2 separate regions of the Mus musculus genome follow, and region 2 is linked to region 1. A link is a contact called in public promoter capture Hi-C data. All regions are on one chromosome and are shown on one strand. Each heading gives the region's core, a stretch centred on a gene start, on an enhancer-like site or on the middle of the called end of the contact. The rest is flanking DNA. Distances are from core to core; before and after follow the strand shown. Region 1 holds the start of Oxsr1 (oxidative-stress responsive 1). Region 2 holds the start of 5830454E08Rik (RIKEN cDNA 5830454E08 gene).

Region 1 (7,516 bases), core at 1,859-4,358:
ATGTCCAGAAAAGACAACCAATAGGCAAAAATAAATGTGTGGTTGCCTGGGACTGGGAGCAGGAAACACAAGCGCGTCCCACTGGGATGACAGGAATAATCTAAAGCTGGATGGTATGATGGTTACACGGTAAACATACTAAAAGAAAAAATCACGTTATGACTGGAATTCATGGTAAAAAAATTATTTTTATTTTTCATTCCTGTGTATATGTGCATATCTATATTCAAATGTCATGTATGTGCAGGTGCCTGAGGCCAAAAACAATCTGATCTCCCCGAGTTTCTATTGCAGACGGCTGTGAGGCCCCTGATATTGGTGCTAGGAACCAAACTCAGGTCCTCTAAAAGAGTAGTAAATGCTCTTAACTTCTAAGCCATCTCTCCAGCTGGCAGGTTGTTTTGTAAAAGGTGACCCAATCACACTGGCATTCTTAACCTGTGACGAACCATGGACCACTCTATGAGTGGGGTGTGAATCTACTCTCAGAACTACCAGACTCCCTCTGTACTGCCCACTAAGACATCCTGTTCTATAGTTATCATTGGGCAAACTTAGTGTCACTCCATCTCCACAGCCCTTGCAGCTCTCAGAGTTTGTAGCTGAAGAGCAGAAGCATCAGGGATGATAACTATAACCAGTCCTCTAGCTGTAGACAACCAGAAGGGATGCACACCCCACCAGAAGGGAAGAACAATGTTACTCTTCCAGAATAACAGAATCCCCTTTCTTTATTTTTCTGACATCACTCTGGAGTCTCCCATTTAAACTCTCTCTTCATTATGAAAGTAAGTTCCCAAGAAACAACCAATCAAGAGCGTCTTTACAAAAACAGAGACATGCCTAGTTCAACCAGTCAAAGACCCAATATGCAGCAAGGACAGACCTATGAAGTGACTTAAAGATGAAGCATCTTTTATGTTTCATTGCACTTGGGGGTTGGGGGGGATATAAGCTTCTCCTTCTTCCGCTAGTGTCCCAGGAATGGAACTCAGGTCATCAGGCTTGGCAGAGAAAGCATAAAGCTGAAATGTAGAGAAATGGCAACCATCTTACCTACACAGCAAATCTGATGCCAAGTTGAGCAACCAGAGACCTGCCTTTAAAAAAAAAAAAAAAAACGGGGGGGGGGGGGAGGAGGGGGCTGGGGAGATAGCTCAGTGTAGAATGTGTGCTGAGTGAACACTAGCAACCTGAGTTTGGATCCCCAGCCCCCATGTGAAGTGGGAGGCCCAGGGATCCTAGAAAGAGCCTGAAATCCAAGTGCTTCCAGGCAGAGACAGGAGGACTCAGGCGTCTTAGGAATCTAGTCAAAAGGTAAGTTCCGGATCAACTAAAGAGACTCATCAAAAAGCAAGGGAAAGCCGGGTGTGGTGGCGCACCGCACGCCTTTGATTCCAGCATTTGGGAGGCAGAGGCAGGCGGATTTCTGAGTTCAAGGCCAGCTTGGTCTACAAAGTGAGTTCCAGGACAGCCAGGGCTACACAGAGAAACCCTATCCTTCTCCTCCCCCTCCACCCCCCCCCCAAAAAAAGCTAAGAAACAAACAAAAAAAGAACGTGAAAAGCTAGCCTTTACACGAGCACATAAACCTACACAGAGCCACACAGAGACCTACAACGAAATTTGGTGGCTTTTTGTTTTTGCTCTCCTTAACACCGAGAAATAAACACTGGCACCTTTAAGGAAGCTCTGGGATTTTTGGCAGGTCTCTATTGTAAAGCTAATTTTAAGGTAGAATGCTATCAGTGTAGACAGACTTCTTCCAACAAACAGTGGTCTGCTGATTAAGCCTTTGTTTTGCTAAACCCATTTCCCTTCGATTTCTATGGCCACTGCATTACTGCTGGGCTACAAACTCTCCCTCATCCCTAGCCGCTTAACCTCCTCAAGCACGCTGCACCTCTGAGAGTAACAATCCATGCTTGCTGTCGACCAACTGGTATTCTCGGATCTTATTCAGGGCCACTTCACACATAATAGCCAGATTTATGGAGCGAGCCATGGTCCCTAGTTGAAGCCCTCCAAGGACAACTTGAAACTCCAAATCTTTACCATAGCTTTAAAGGTCCCTGAGACTAATGTGTGCCCTCTTTCTGGTCCCTCAACTTATCAAGCACTCTCTCTCTCCTCAGAGTCTAAGTATTTTCTTATTCCTCAATGGAGGGGGAAAGGCGATCTTCCTCCGACTCGCTTTGAGGGCTCAACTTTTCCTTGAAATCACGTAACTTGTTCAAACCACTCCTTATAACATCTTGCCCGGTTCCTTCCGGCCACCTACTGAGACCTGTTACCGCTTTTCCCATTCTTTCTATGTAGTTGACGTCTGCCTCCGGGATCTGAGAAGTCAGTTGTAAAGAGCTAGAGGCGGGTCTAACCTGCTCAGCACCGGTACCTGGAGCTGCCCTCAGCCTCACACCTGCGAAATAGTGCATCGTCGCGTGGATGCAGGGATGGACTCAAGTGCACAGACCCCACAATCCCAGAGCCACGCGGCTCTGCCCACGGACCCTAGTGCCCCCTGAGCCAGGCCTGCCGCCCATCCACATGGCTCTTCTGCACAGGACGCATCTGTCTCAGGTACGCTTCTCCCTCCGAAGGGAGCCCCACCCTAGGCGCACGGCTCGCACCAGTGCCCAGCAAGGCTCGGGCCCAGAACCCCGGCGCGTCGCCCCTCGGCTCTCACCTATCACCTCCTGCAGCTCGTAGTCGTCCCTGTTGATGGACCAGGGCAGGGCGCTCGAGTCCTCGGACATGACGGCTGCAGCGCCTGGCTCCGTGCTCCTCACGCTCCGGGCTCTCAGGTCACCTCGCCGCGCGCCTCCCCACGCCCAGCCGCCGCCCCCAACCCGCCGCTTGGCCCAGCCTTGGGGCGCACAACGCCGGGGCGCGCGGGTCAAGCGCGGCCCCGAGGCGGAGACGCGCGGCTGCGACCGACCTCGCCTCCCGCGGCTCCGCGTCCCGCAGTCCCCGGCCCAGCCCACGAGCCGGCCTTAACCTCCGCGGCACCGCGAAACAAGCTTCTACCCAGCCCTGCCCCTCCGTCCCGCCCTCCACCCGAACCCCAAGCACGGGCCAAACTTTCCCTTCTCCCTCCACCTGCCGACACGCAGCGCGCTGACGTCACCACGCCGGGGAAGCCTGGCCGCGGCTCGCCGCCCCCCGGCCGCCATCTTGAGTGTGGCCGGACAAGAGGCAAGCGAGAAGGAAGCCGGAAAGAGTGGAAGTCGATAGTTAGAGAGCAGAAGTGCTCGTGGAGGAGTTCACTGAGGGCGTCTGAAAGCCAAAACAGAGCAAACTGCCGCAGAACGAGGAGCCACACCAAGCATGGCGGCCACTGAGTGCTAAACCGAAGGAGCGGCGCTTCCTCTAGAAGCTGAGGGAGGGGCGTTGCCCTCTCTGCTTTGCATTCATTGGTTGGTTTGAGAAAGCATGAGAACGGCAACTGGAGCGTGTGGACATCAGTCATATGTTAGTCCCGCCTCCGGGAACTTGACTCCCAGTTCCTACCGAGCGCCAAAACCTTTCAGGACCGGGTTCGCTGAGGTGACGTCACGGCGTCACGGTCACACCCTCGAGACGTGCAAACCGCGCCCCGGGGTGTGGAGAAGCCCGAGGGAGCGGCCGGGTGGGGTGCGCGGACGAAGGCCAACTAGGATAAAAGGTCTTGCGGGCTCCCGAGTGGAGCCGGAAGCTCGGCCCGTGATGACATTTTTTTTTTTCCTAAGGCGGAAGTACTCAGCGCCGCCTCCAGGATCCGGGAGGAAGCGGTTTCTGTCTTTTCTCCGCTTCGGGTCTAAAGAAACAGCACCTGCCTGGGACCTAGGTTAGTTGTCTCTGCCCAGGCAGCGCCTTGACTGTTCAGTGGTTTCTGTCACGCGACTTAGGGGTCAGCTCTAGGCCCCCGGCCCTGGCTTTTGTCATCTTCACAAAAATAAGTTCCGTTTTCTTGGCCTTAGAAGATCGCGCTTTGGTGAAACAAAACATTAAAACATCAACCTGGACAGGGTCGCTGCGGACAAAGTGTTCAGCTGAGCAGCACTGCTGAGCTCTTCGGTGGGAAGGCCATGAGCGCGTCTGGTTGATAGGACTTATGGAACATCTCAAGAAGAGGTCCCATTTGGGCCAGACCTTACAGTGCTAAGGGGATCTCAGCAAACAGAAAATGGGAGGACAGAATATTCCAGACCCGGCAAAGGTGCAAGGTCTTGCTGTAGAAATGTGTTTCAGGGCTGGAGAAATGGCTCAGTGGTTGAGAGCACTGACTGCTCTTCCAGAGGTCCTGAGGTCAATTCCCAGCAACCACATGGTGGCTCACAACCATCTGAAATGGGATCCAATGCCCTCATTTGGTATGTCTAAATACAGCTACAGTGTACTCATATATATAAAATAAATAAAATCTTTAAAAAAAAAAATAAGGAAGGAAGGAAGGAAGAAATTTGTTGCAGCCACTACTTGTGACACATTTAGTGCGTGTGATAACTTTTTCTTGCTGGAAGAAGAATAAAAGTAACATCGAGAGGAAGTGGGGACAGATTGGAACTCTTCATGGTGTGTACCAATAGAAAACCAATAAGCCAAAAATAATCTGGAATTGTTGGGCTCTGTGGACCACGGATACACTTTACAATTTTCTTTCATTACCATGAAAATAAATTATATAACTTAGAATTTGGGACTGCCTTCTTTCCCCTTCCCCCAAGAAAAGGAACTACCAGTTTCATGGTGAAATTTCAAGATACTGGGTCTTAATTATTATTAGATAACATTATAGTGCATTCATTAATGTGTTCTTGCTTACCTCCTCATTCATGTACCTCAGTGGATTGGTAGAGCAGGAACCTTCTCTATAAATCTGGTCATTTTGTTTCCCCTGTCCCTGACTTTCTGTGGCCTAGTCGAGGTTAAAATACCATGATTTTAATGAGGAAGGAAGCCAGGAATTGGGTATTTGAGGCCATAAGCTCAAGCAAGATTCAGCCTTTAAAATATCTTGCATGTGAGCACTCTCACAACAGTGATCAGGGACTTAGTCCCCCCACCCCCCTTTTTTTTTTTTTTTTTTTTTTTTGCTGGAGTATGGAGTTTTTGTAGTAAGCAGTAGGGAGCATTTAAGTTAATAGTTAAGTAATTGGGCTGGAGAGATGGCTCAGCAGTTAAGAGCACTGGCACTTCCAGAGGTTCTGAGTTCAATTCCCAGCAACCACATGGTGGCTCACAACTGTCTGCAATGGGATCCAATGCCCTTCTCTGGTATGTCCGAAGAGAACTACAATGTACTCACATACATAAAATAAATAAAACTTAAAAAAAATAAGTACTTATAAATCATAAAGCACCATACAGGAAAGGCGCAGCTTGCATGTCTCAAGGGTGTGACCGTGACGCCGTGACATCACCTCAGCGAACCCGGAGCAAAGGGAGCCAGCTATGTAAAGTGTGCTTTAAATAGGAGGAGGATTTTTTGGTTTTTTTGTTGTTGTTGTTTTGTTTTGTTGAGTTTTTTGTTTGTTTTGTTTTGTTTTGTTGGTTTTTCGAGACAAGGTTTCTCTGTTAGCCCTGGCTACCCTGGAACTCACTTTGTAGACCAGGATGGACTCAAACTCAGAAATCTGCTTTTGAAACTATTAGTAAAATTATGGTTTTCTCCCACTTATGCCTGTGACTCCCTTGATAATCATTTAGAGGAAGAGAGGAAAGGAAATGTGGAATGGTTCTGGAACCCTGATCCTTATATTCAAATATTCCCCATATCCCACCCTGGTTTCTTGAGAGTATGGCATATTTTTCACAGGAAGAGAATCTGTTTTTCCCCACATTCTCAAGGCATTCTTGTGTTGGTTCAGTTCCCTTCCTCCCAAATCAAGCTCTAGGACCAGAATTTGAGTGCAAAGTTTATTTAAGGGCAACCCAAAGAGGCTCTCTAAAGAATGGAAGAGTTGAGAGAAGAGAAGGATAATTGTTGATGGATATTATTAATCAGGGCTTAGTGTGTGGGTGATGGGCTTCATTCTTCTTTGTGTAACCTAAAAAACAACACAACACAGCCAGATGGTGATGGCATACGTCTCTAATCCCAGCACTCAGGAGATGGAGGCAGGTAGATCTCTTTTTCCAGGCCAGCATGGTCTACAGAGTGAGTTCCAGGACAACCAGGGCTACACAGAGAAACCCTGTCTAAAGGACGAAGGAAGGAAGGAAGGAAGGAAGGAAGGAAGGAAGGAAGGAAGGAAAGAAAGAAAGAAAGAAAGAAAGAAAGAAAGAAAGAAAGAAAGAAAGAAAGCAAGCAAGCAGGCGGGCTGGTGAGATGGCTCAGCGGGTAAGAGCGCTGACTGCTCTTCCAAAGGCCCTGAGTTCAAATCCCAGCAACCACATGGTGGCTCACAACCATCCATAACGAAATCTGATGCCCTCTTCTGGAGTGTCTGAAGACAGCTACAGTGTACTTACGTATAATAAATAAATACATAAATAAATAAATAAATAAATAATCTGATGCCCTCTTCTGGAGTGTCTGAAGACAGCTACAGTGTACTTACATATAATAAATAAATAAATAAATAAATAAATAAATAATCTGATGCCCTCTTCTGGAGTGTCTGAAGACAGCTACAGTGTTCTTACATATAATAAATAAATAAATAAACAAACATTAAAATAAATAAATCTTTTAAAAAACAAAAGAAAGAAAGAAAGAAAGAAAGAAAGAAAGAAAGAAAGAAAGAAAGAAAGAAAGAAAGGCAGACACATCTCAAAATTGTTGTATTAAGAGACTAGAAACAAGGAAGGGCTGAGAGTGTGGCTGACGGTGCAGTTCTTGCTAGCCTAGCATTCACGAATGCCAATCCTCAGGACCACACAGAAGGTGAGATATTAATCAGGAGTATCTTTGCCCTTATAGTGTTAACTCTCCCACACTCCTCCACAGCTCAGTGCCTAGAAAAGCAAGCTTGTGGGTTCAGAGAGCACACAGGCAGCTACAGATGTGTTTCATGTACCAAGACTCTCAGAAGGCAAACTCTGCAACAGGCCAAAGAACATGACCTACCACCATCTATCCCTGGACTGAGAAACTGGATGTAAAAGAATATTCATGCTTTCTCGTTGAAGCAGCTGCATGCACTGAGTTTTGCCATTAGCATCTGCAGAATGGAGAGGGAAAGACAGATTTCGAGACCAGTGATGTCTTGGGTAATAGCATGTAGTTATGTAATGATTAGAATTCAAGGTTTATGGGCTTTTTAAGTAAAACTGCTTTTGAAGTCTAGAAATTAGTGGGTAACCCCTATGAGGAATCTGATTTTTTTTTTCCCTTTCTGGCAGTACCAGGGATTGAACTAAGGACTTCACAGATCCTGGGTAGGCACTGAACCACTGAGCCCCACCCCATGAATATATTTTTTTAAAGCATGATGTCATGTCTCTGTCATGAGCTGTTTTTCTCAATTCCCTATCAGGCCAGGGGCCAATTATAGTATTCTGGATTTGTCCCTCCCATAGAGTCCTTATTACA
Region 2 (7,516 bases), core at 2,024-4,523, 1.3 Mb after region 1:
GTGTGAGTGTAGCAAGTGCTCTTCTGTGTTTTTTCAGAGGAACAGAATAATCAAGACTGAAGTAAAGAAACTTCAAAGAGCTGCTATCCTGAAAGCTTCTCCCAAAAAAGCAGCTGTGGCCAAAGCTGCCATTGCGGCGGCTGCAGCTGCTGCTGCTGCTAAAGCTAAAGTCCCAGCCAAGAAGGCCACAGGACCAGGCAAGAAGGCTGCAGGCCAGAAGGCTCCTGCTCAGAAGGCTGCAGGCCAGAAGGCAGCACCTCCTGCTAAAGGTCAGAAGGGTCAGAAGACCCCAGCCCAGAAAGCACCTGCTCCAAAGGCGGCTGGCAAGAAAGCGTGAGGCTACACAGAATAATAAAGGTTCTTTTTGACGGTGGTAAATCTCATGTGTGGACTCTAAGCTTGTCGCCAAGTGGGAAATAGACTGGTGGGATTGTAGATAGGATGGGCTACTTAAACTCATTCTACCCAGGCCTTAGTACTTAGCATACAGCCAGAGTCAAACTGATCCTTTATACAGGGGGTACCATGACAGTACAACAGTGTCGTTAACCCTAACAAATAAATTTCCCACCAACGGGTGGAATTCCTTCATTTTGATGAACCATAGTCGAGTATAATTGTTGAAAGATACGTGGGGCTGGGCTTGCCTGCCTCGCATGTGTGATACATTTGGCATTTCTTCTCTTTCCACAGCATGATTTTGATAATTTTGGATTATAAAACAGGCTTTGAATATTTCTAGGAAAGTGGATGATTGGAGAGAATCTTGGTCCTCACAAAGGGTGGACTCCTGAAAAGCAGGAAGTGTTATTTGTGAGAAGTGGGGGTGGATTACTTGCAGGGTTATTCCCAGCACACTGGGTGCTTTTGAGTCTTGTTGTCCACAGTTTACACCTGGACAGGTGGACACTGGAATACCAGGTGGGAATGACCCTGCATGGGGGGAGTCCTGTCATTGTCAACAGCATTTGTGGGCTCTGCGTCTACCCTGTGAAATAGCAGGTGGAAGATTGAGGGCAGGATTCAGGCTATTTCTAGGAAATAGTGCAATGTGGAGTAGTCCTCTTAGCCTTTGAGAAAGGGACGTGAGGCAGAGATGGGTGTGAACCTTTGAGGCAGCCAGGGACAGGAAGGTACAGGGCTCCTGAAGAGAATGGGAAGTGACAACTGGAACTGAGGTAGGTCATGTGATTAAAACAAAAACTGGGCCAGGTGTGGTGGCGGCACGCCTTTAATCCCAGCACTCGAAGCAGAGGCAGGTGGATTTCTGAGTTCACGGCCAGCCTGGTCTACAAAGTGAGTTCCAGGACAGCCAGAGGTACACAGAAACCCTGCCTCGAAAAACCAAAATCAAAAAACCCCAAACTGGTACTTCAGTTTAGCCAGTCCTGATTGGCTTAGTGGGAAGGAAGTTGAAAACACGTGTCTAGGCACTTACTCTGCTATCAGGAAGGTGGTGATCCCATATTTCATAAGCCACCTGTTCATGGGCTCATATTTAGGGATTCTGAGAAAGGGATTAAAGCATACAGACTGGGATAATTCACCCCACAGAATTTAGTAGGAAAAAGAGAGTCTGGCTTCATTAAACAGCACCCTCCCCACACCCCCCAGAGCATTGCCGGCAAGAATTCTACATGGTAGAATTGTAGATAGTCCGAAAGGTGGCCTGTTGAGGCTTGTGGGAAAGTAGACAACACTCAACTGTAATCTTGACATTTCCAGCCTTGCCACCCAGGATTCCTGGTCTGCACACGGGAGTGGGGTAGAATGGGTATTGTTTTGAACTAGCAAGTGATTTGTCAGGAAGCAGCAGTTTTCTTCCCAGGGCTGGGAATTAAAGGACTGCAGGAAGTGGATTTCTGCAACAGAGCCCATATCTAGGTATACTCAGGTTGGCTGCTGGCAGGAGGGCCAAGTCCTTTTGCACTGAAATGCTGGTGGTTAAGAACTTAGCACCTGGAACTGGCTTTACTGGTATAGCCTGAGGTAAGGGGACAGGGGAGGAGGGGACTGAAATCAAGGACAACAGTGCCTGGGAGCCAGCAGTTTCAAAAGCATGGTTACTTCAGTGAGGTATTTGGTGATTGGTTTTCAGGGGTATTTATGAAGGATTTCTTAGCGTTGGGACTGCTGTGGACTTGATAACTTTCAGGAAACAAGGTCTCACTTTGCTTTTCTGGCTTCTGAGCTCCAGGGGCCTGACTGACTTTCTTCTTTCTTTCTTCCTTTCTTTCTTTCTGCCTGTCTGTCTGTCTGTCTGTCTGTCTTTTGTTTTCGAGACAGGGTTTCTCTGTATAGCCCTTGCTGTCCTGGAACTCACTTTGTAGAACAGGCTGGCCTCAACTCAGAAATCTGCCTGCCTCTGCCTCCCAAGTGCTGTGATTAAAGGCGTGCACCACCATTGTCCGCCTCCAGGGGACTTCATGCTTTAGCCTCCAGCATAGGCCATCAACCACCACACACCTTGAACATTGTCTGAGGTAGGGCTTCTGGTTCCTGTCTAGGCCTTTGTAGTGCTAGCATTACAGATAAGTACCATCGTGTCCAGTAAGAAATAAGCTTTTCCTACCTTATCATTTTTACTGCTTTACCATTTTAAAGTTTGGGGTTTTATGCAAATGAGTTTTGCCAGCATATTAGGTCTGTGCCTCATTGTGGTGTCTGAGAATGTTGGGTCCCTTAGAATAGGATTGTGAGCCACCATATGGCTGTTAGAATTGAGTCTTGGCCCTTTGCAAGAGCAACAGGTGTTATTAACTGCTGAGTCTATGAAAATACTTTTCAGGATGATTTGTGTCTTTGTGGGTATATGCTGTGAGTGCAGGGTCAGGCAGTCCAGAAGAGGCCGTTAGATTTCTGGTGCTCAGTTGAGCCACCTGGTGCTGAGAAGTGACCGGCTAAGCTAATTTTCCGGCCGTATCAGCATGAGAAACTGCACACTGATGTCCAATCTTTATTTGTGGGGGTGTGATTTTTTTTTTTTCCCCAATCAATGTTGCTATTTAAAATTGGTACCAGAGAGATCGCTCAAGCGAATTTGTATAATTTCTGCCCGGAGCGGGCAACGCTTACCACCTGCTGCCCAGATGCGCACGCACCCAAACGTCTCAAAGCGCACCTCTCAGATCTTCAGAGCAGATGCGCGGGAGTCTGCGCAAGTGCGCAGGCGCCCTGAGCCACATCAAACCCCTCCTACTCCGCTGGACCGACAAGTGGTGGGGCGGTGTTATCACCGAGATGAGGCCTCCGGAACTCCTAGAGCGGCCGGAGTGCGCTCGCGCTTCCGGGTCGGGGCTTGGCCCTGTAGATAGTTCGGGCGAGTCGGACGTTGACTTACTGCGCCCGGTGCTGGGTCAGAAGTGCAACCTTCCTTCAGCGTTCCCAGCCTGCCACGAGTGGACAATCCGATGTTGCCCCCCCCTCCGTGCCCAGGGACGCATTGGGCCCCAGGAGGCGTCCCCGGGGCGCGGAGCATCATTTCTGTCCCCTCGCCGTCAGACACTCGTGCCTTGTAAGCGCGCAGTCTGCAGAGTGGAGACCTGCGTGGGAGGCAGGAAGACTTTGGATGGGGATGTCCGAGGAGGTTGGGGTGTCACAGTGGGAGATACGGAACCCACGCACCACAGGAGGCTATATTGGGAGTGGTGAGGCTTACGTTGCAGATGCTAGTGGAAGAAAGGAGAACCATGCCAGAACATCCCGTGAGTGTCTGCAAACGAGAGTCACCTGCTGAAGTTAGGAAGTTCATTATTGAGCTGGTTCTGGTGTCCGTTGCTAGTAGGATATGCTGAAGAGGCAGAAGCAGGAATATCAGGAGTTGAGGCCAGCCTGGGTTACACCTTGTGTTGGAGTACCTTCTGCTCTTCCAGAGGAACAAAGTTTGGTTCCCAGAGTCCCTGCGGAGTATTTCACAACCTCCTATCACTCCAGGTTCTTCCAGGGATCTCTGGGAGTACCTGAGTTTGTGTGGCGGACATTGACCACATTCATCCATTAAAACAAACTAAAACGTGTTGAAGAGTTTGCTTCATTCATTGTGGTCGTATTGTCAAGAGACCAGTATTCAGTGTGCGAATTTTCTTTCACTTCCCATACACTTATTTGTGTGTGTATACAGACGTGTGTGCCACAGAGGGTGTGTGGAGGTCACATGACTACCTTCAAGCATCAACTCTTCCACCGTGTGGGTTCAAGAGATGGAACCCAGGTAGTCAGGCTATGCAGCAAGTAACTTTACTCACTGAACCTTCTGGAGGAGGGGAGGGGCTGAGAACGAGGTTTGCTGTGACCTGAGGCTTGTGAGTGCCTTCCACAGACACTTTTGAGAGTTGAGTCTTCTTTTTTGAACTCTTGTCATGCGAACACACACACCATGTTTACACCTGAGGTGGCCTCGTTACCACACGGGTGGAAAAACCTTGGACTTGTTACGCACTTGATTTAAATCAGTTTTTTGGTCACTAAACTCAGAAGATGTTTGCTGTTGCTTTTGTGACTCACATTTAGTTCTGTGACTCCATTGGGGTCAGACCCATAGTTATAAAGATGTTCTTTCTAGGAAGCCAGAACACGCAAACTCTTTGAAGAGAGCTGGCTTTCTCGAGAGACAGGGACATATGGTTTGTAAAGCACTGACTTTTCAGAGCTCAGGTGCTCTACACGGTGTTTGGTGCTGGGAACCTGAAAAGAAGCTAGGGAGGAACAAATGGGGTTGATTCCCTACACTGCAGATGGGTGGAGTCAGGGTGAATGACAGCCAACACATCCCGGTGTTGGTGGAACCGTGGTCATGGCACGTAAACAAATCAAGTTGGTGCTGACTTCCTGCCCGCCTGTTGTCATGGTAACAGAGGGTCATGTGCAGGTTTCTGGGGGGTGGGGAGGTCAGGGTGGATTTACCAACAATCTTCAGCTGTGAACACCAAGCTATAGTAATGACCAGCTTGGCAAAATATTGTCCATGGTGCAACAGTGGGCTGATGTTGCGTGGGGAAACCAACTGCTTTCTGATTGGCTTTGAGGTTCTTCCCACAGAAGGAAACACATGCCTAGTACCACATGACCCACAGGTGGGTGTTTATAGGGCCCAGGGGGTGACCCCAACCAGGGGGTCAAACTGCCCTCTAAATTATTTATCTCTATAGACAGATTAGTGCAACGCTCAGACTGCATCAGAGGTCCTTTCTGCAGGGGACAGTGGTTAATGCTGAAGTTCACAACAGGCCAAACTGCAGGGAATAAGTGTGCTCAGCCACAAATGGTCATCTCAGTCACACTCAAGATTGGGACCATCATGGAGGAGTGTGGAAAGATTGTAAGAACCAGAGATCAGGGAGGAGTCTCTCACCCTGAAGAGAGTTTTGGACACAACAGAGCCTTTGCAGTCATGATCCCACAGTAGCTGTGGTGGCCTGCATATAACCTACATGAGGTCTCAAGCTGGTCTGCATTCTAGCATGGAGGAGGGAGGGGCTCAGGAGCTCCAGACCCCTAGCTGAGGAGCCACGGACAGTTGGTGCTCTCTCAGGGAGGGAGTATCAGTTTCTTGAAGGCTGTGGCCCCTGGTAGTCAACCACACCATGAACATATGACCAGTACAGATTGGGCGTGGAGATGCACACACATGACAAGACATGGGGGTCGGGTGGGGGTTGAAGGGTGGGTGTGGGAGGAGTTAGGGAAGGATCGGGAAGTGAATATTATCAAAATACTTGGTATGCATGTATGAAATTCTCAAAGAATTAATAGAAAATGCATTTTACTTAGAAAAGCCAAGTGGCACAGGAGTACACGAGGATGATCATTCCTTGAAGGGCAATCTGTAAATCCAGGAATATATTCCTTTCTGGTTGCTATGGTTACCAGGAAGAGAGTATTGCCTGGGTATTAGGCTGTAGATTGGAACGGCAGTGAGAGACCCCAGACCGTGTGGGTGGCACAGAGCTGGGGCTGCACATTTGAAAACGGGAACATTGGTGCATTGGTTTCTGGCTGTGGTGCTGGCTGCGATTCATGAGGGCTGGGGATTGTGGACTCCTCAGAAGCTCAGAGCTCCTCCTGTCTCGCTCAAGCTTGATCGGGAGTTTGCTGATTCAGTGGATGGTGACCTTTGAGGATGTGGCTGTGTACTTCACACAGAGTCAGTGGAACAGCCTGCAGCCTGCACACAACAGGGTCTGTACAGATATGATGATGGAGAACTATGGCCACAGGTGCCTCCTCAGGGATTCTGGGAACTCTCGAGATCTTGGGGTTGGATGCCTGTAGGAAGGACTCAGCTCCCCAACTTGGGAGGATGATTAAGTTGCTGGGCATTCCTGGTAATTGTGGTATCTACCTGCGTGTCACTTACTCCACGGAAGGGTGTGGCTCTGTTTTGGCATGTCAAGGAGATCTCTGTCTCTCCTTCCTTGGGTAGAGAGTTGGTGTCCACCATTGTGGAAGTGCTCCCCAAGGGGAGCACCTGAACGAGCATCCTTCCCAAGGGAGATTCCTCTTGAGAGGCCCAGGCCCAGGTCCTATCTCCCTGGCTGTATCATGGAGTCCAGGTTAGACCCCCAATGCTGCTCTATCTTCTGAAGTCCCCATCTCTCTCCGTCAGGCCTGAAGGAAGGTGGGCTGATAGAGGTCTCTGGAACCCACTGGCAAATGTCCTCAACTTGTCTTCCCTCCTTTTCTTCTCTAGTTGAATGTCTGTCTCACAAACCTGTTCTGGTCTCCCAGCTGCAGAGAGAAGTGCCCTGGGCCGCAGAGTGTCCAAGAGGCTGCAGTCCTGGTGAGCCCCGAAGCTCTGTAGAAAGGTGTTCGAGTTGCTCTAGGGAAGGAGTCTCACCTGGGTGTGGAGGAGCTGCTTCACGTGCAGTTCCCAAAGGCGGCCGCCTCCTAGGTACTCCCCGAGTCAGCTTTGTCCTCACAGCCTCTTACAACTCCTTATGTCTTCTGAAGCATGGAGCAGGCCTGGGCTCCAGCAGGGTCAAGGATGGTGCTCCTTGGTGACCCAGCTGACATTGGTCACAGGCATGAATTTAATGTTTAGGCCATAAGTGGTGGAAAAAGTGACTTTGTTTTAAAACTTCCACCTGCCATACTATCTAGATCTACGTTGTGTTTGTCACAGATGAGACTGTAGAGGACAGGCAGCGGGTGTCATCCTACCCCCCCCCCCTGCACACTCACTGTCCTCCTACCCTTCCACCTGCACAGTCACCCTCCTCCTACCCCCCCCCCCCCCGATCTACAAAGTGAGGCCCAGGATATTCAAGGCTATACAGAGAAACCCTTTCTCAAAACAACAACCACCACCACCACTACCACATGTCTGGGCAATGCCAGAGGCCAGAAGGAGCCAGATGCCTCCAGGAATGTAGTCACAGGCAGTTGTGAGCTACTGACGCTGCCAGGAACTGAACTTGGGTCCTCTGGAGGAACCACAGGTGCCTTTACCCACTGAACTATCTCCCCAGCCCCTCTCATTATCTTCTTTCAGATCTTGTAGTCATTTCAAAGGTATGTC

The links. Promoter capture Hi-C pulls out the DNA fragments that hold promoters and counts their contacts.
Region 2: a promoter capture Hi-C map of pre-B cells shows a contact between it and region 1, with 2.1 times the contacts expected there. The contact joins the promoter of 5830454E08Rik here to the promoter of Oxsr1 in region 1. A contact is called at or near these places in 1 of 39 promoter capture datasets (pre-B cells), 1 of 484 Hi-C or Micro-C datasets (CD4 T cells) and 1 of 9 other capture datasets (adipose tissue).

What each region holds. Positions count from the first base shown.
Region 1 is chr9:119,319,319-119,326,834 of GRCm38.p6, forward strand. Oxsr1 (oxidative-stress responsive 1) reads right to left here and starts at 3,109. Exons shown (of 18, transcript NM_133985.2): 1 at 2,687-3,109. The coding sequence starts at 2,756.
Region 2 is chr9:120,574,058-120,581,573 of GRCm38.p6, forward strand. It overlaps 5830454E08Rik (RIKEN cDNA 5830454E08 gene), which reads left to right and starts at 3,274. Exons shown (of 1, transcript NR_073359.1): 1 at 3,274-4,016. It overlaps Rpl14 (ribosomal protein L14), which reads left to right. Exons shown (of 6, transcript NM_025974.2): 6 at 38-596. The coding sequence ends at 337.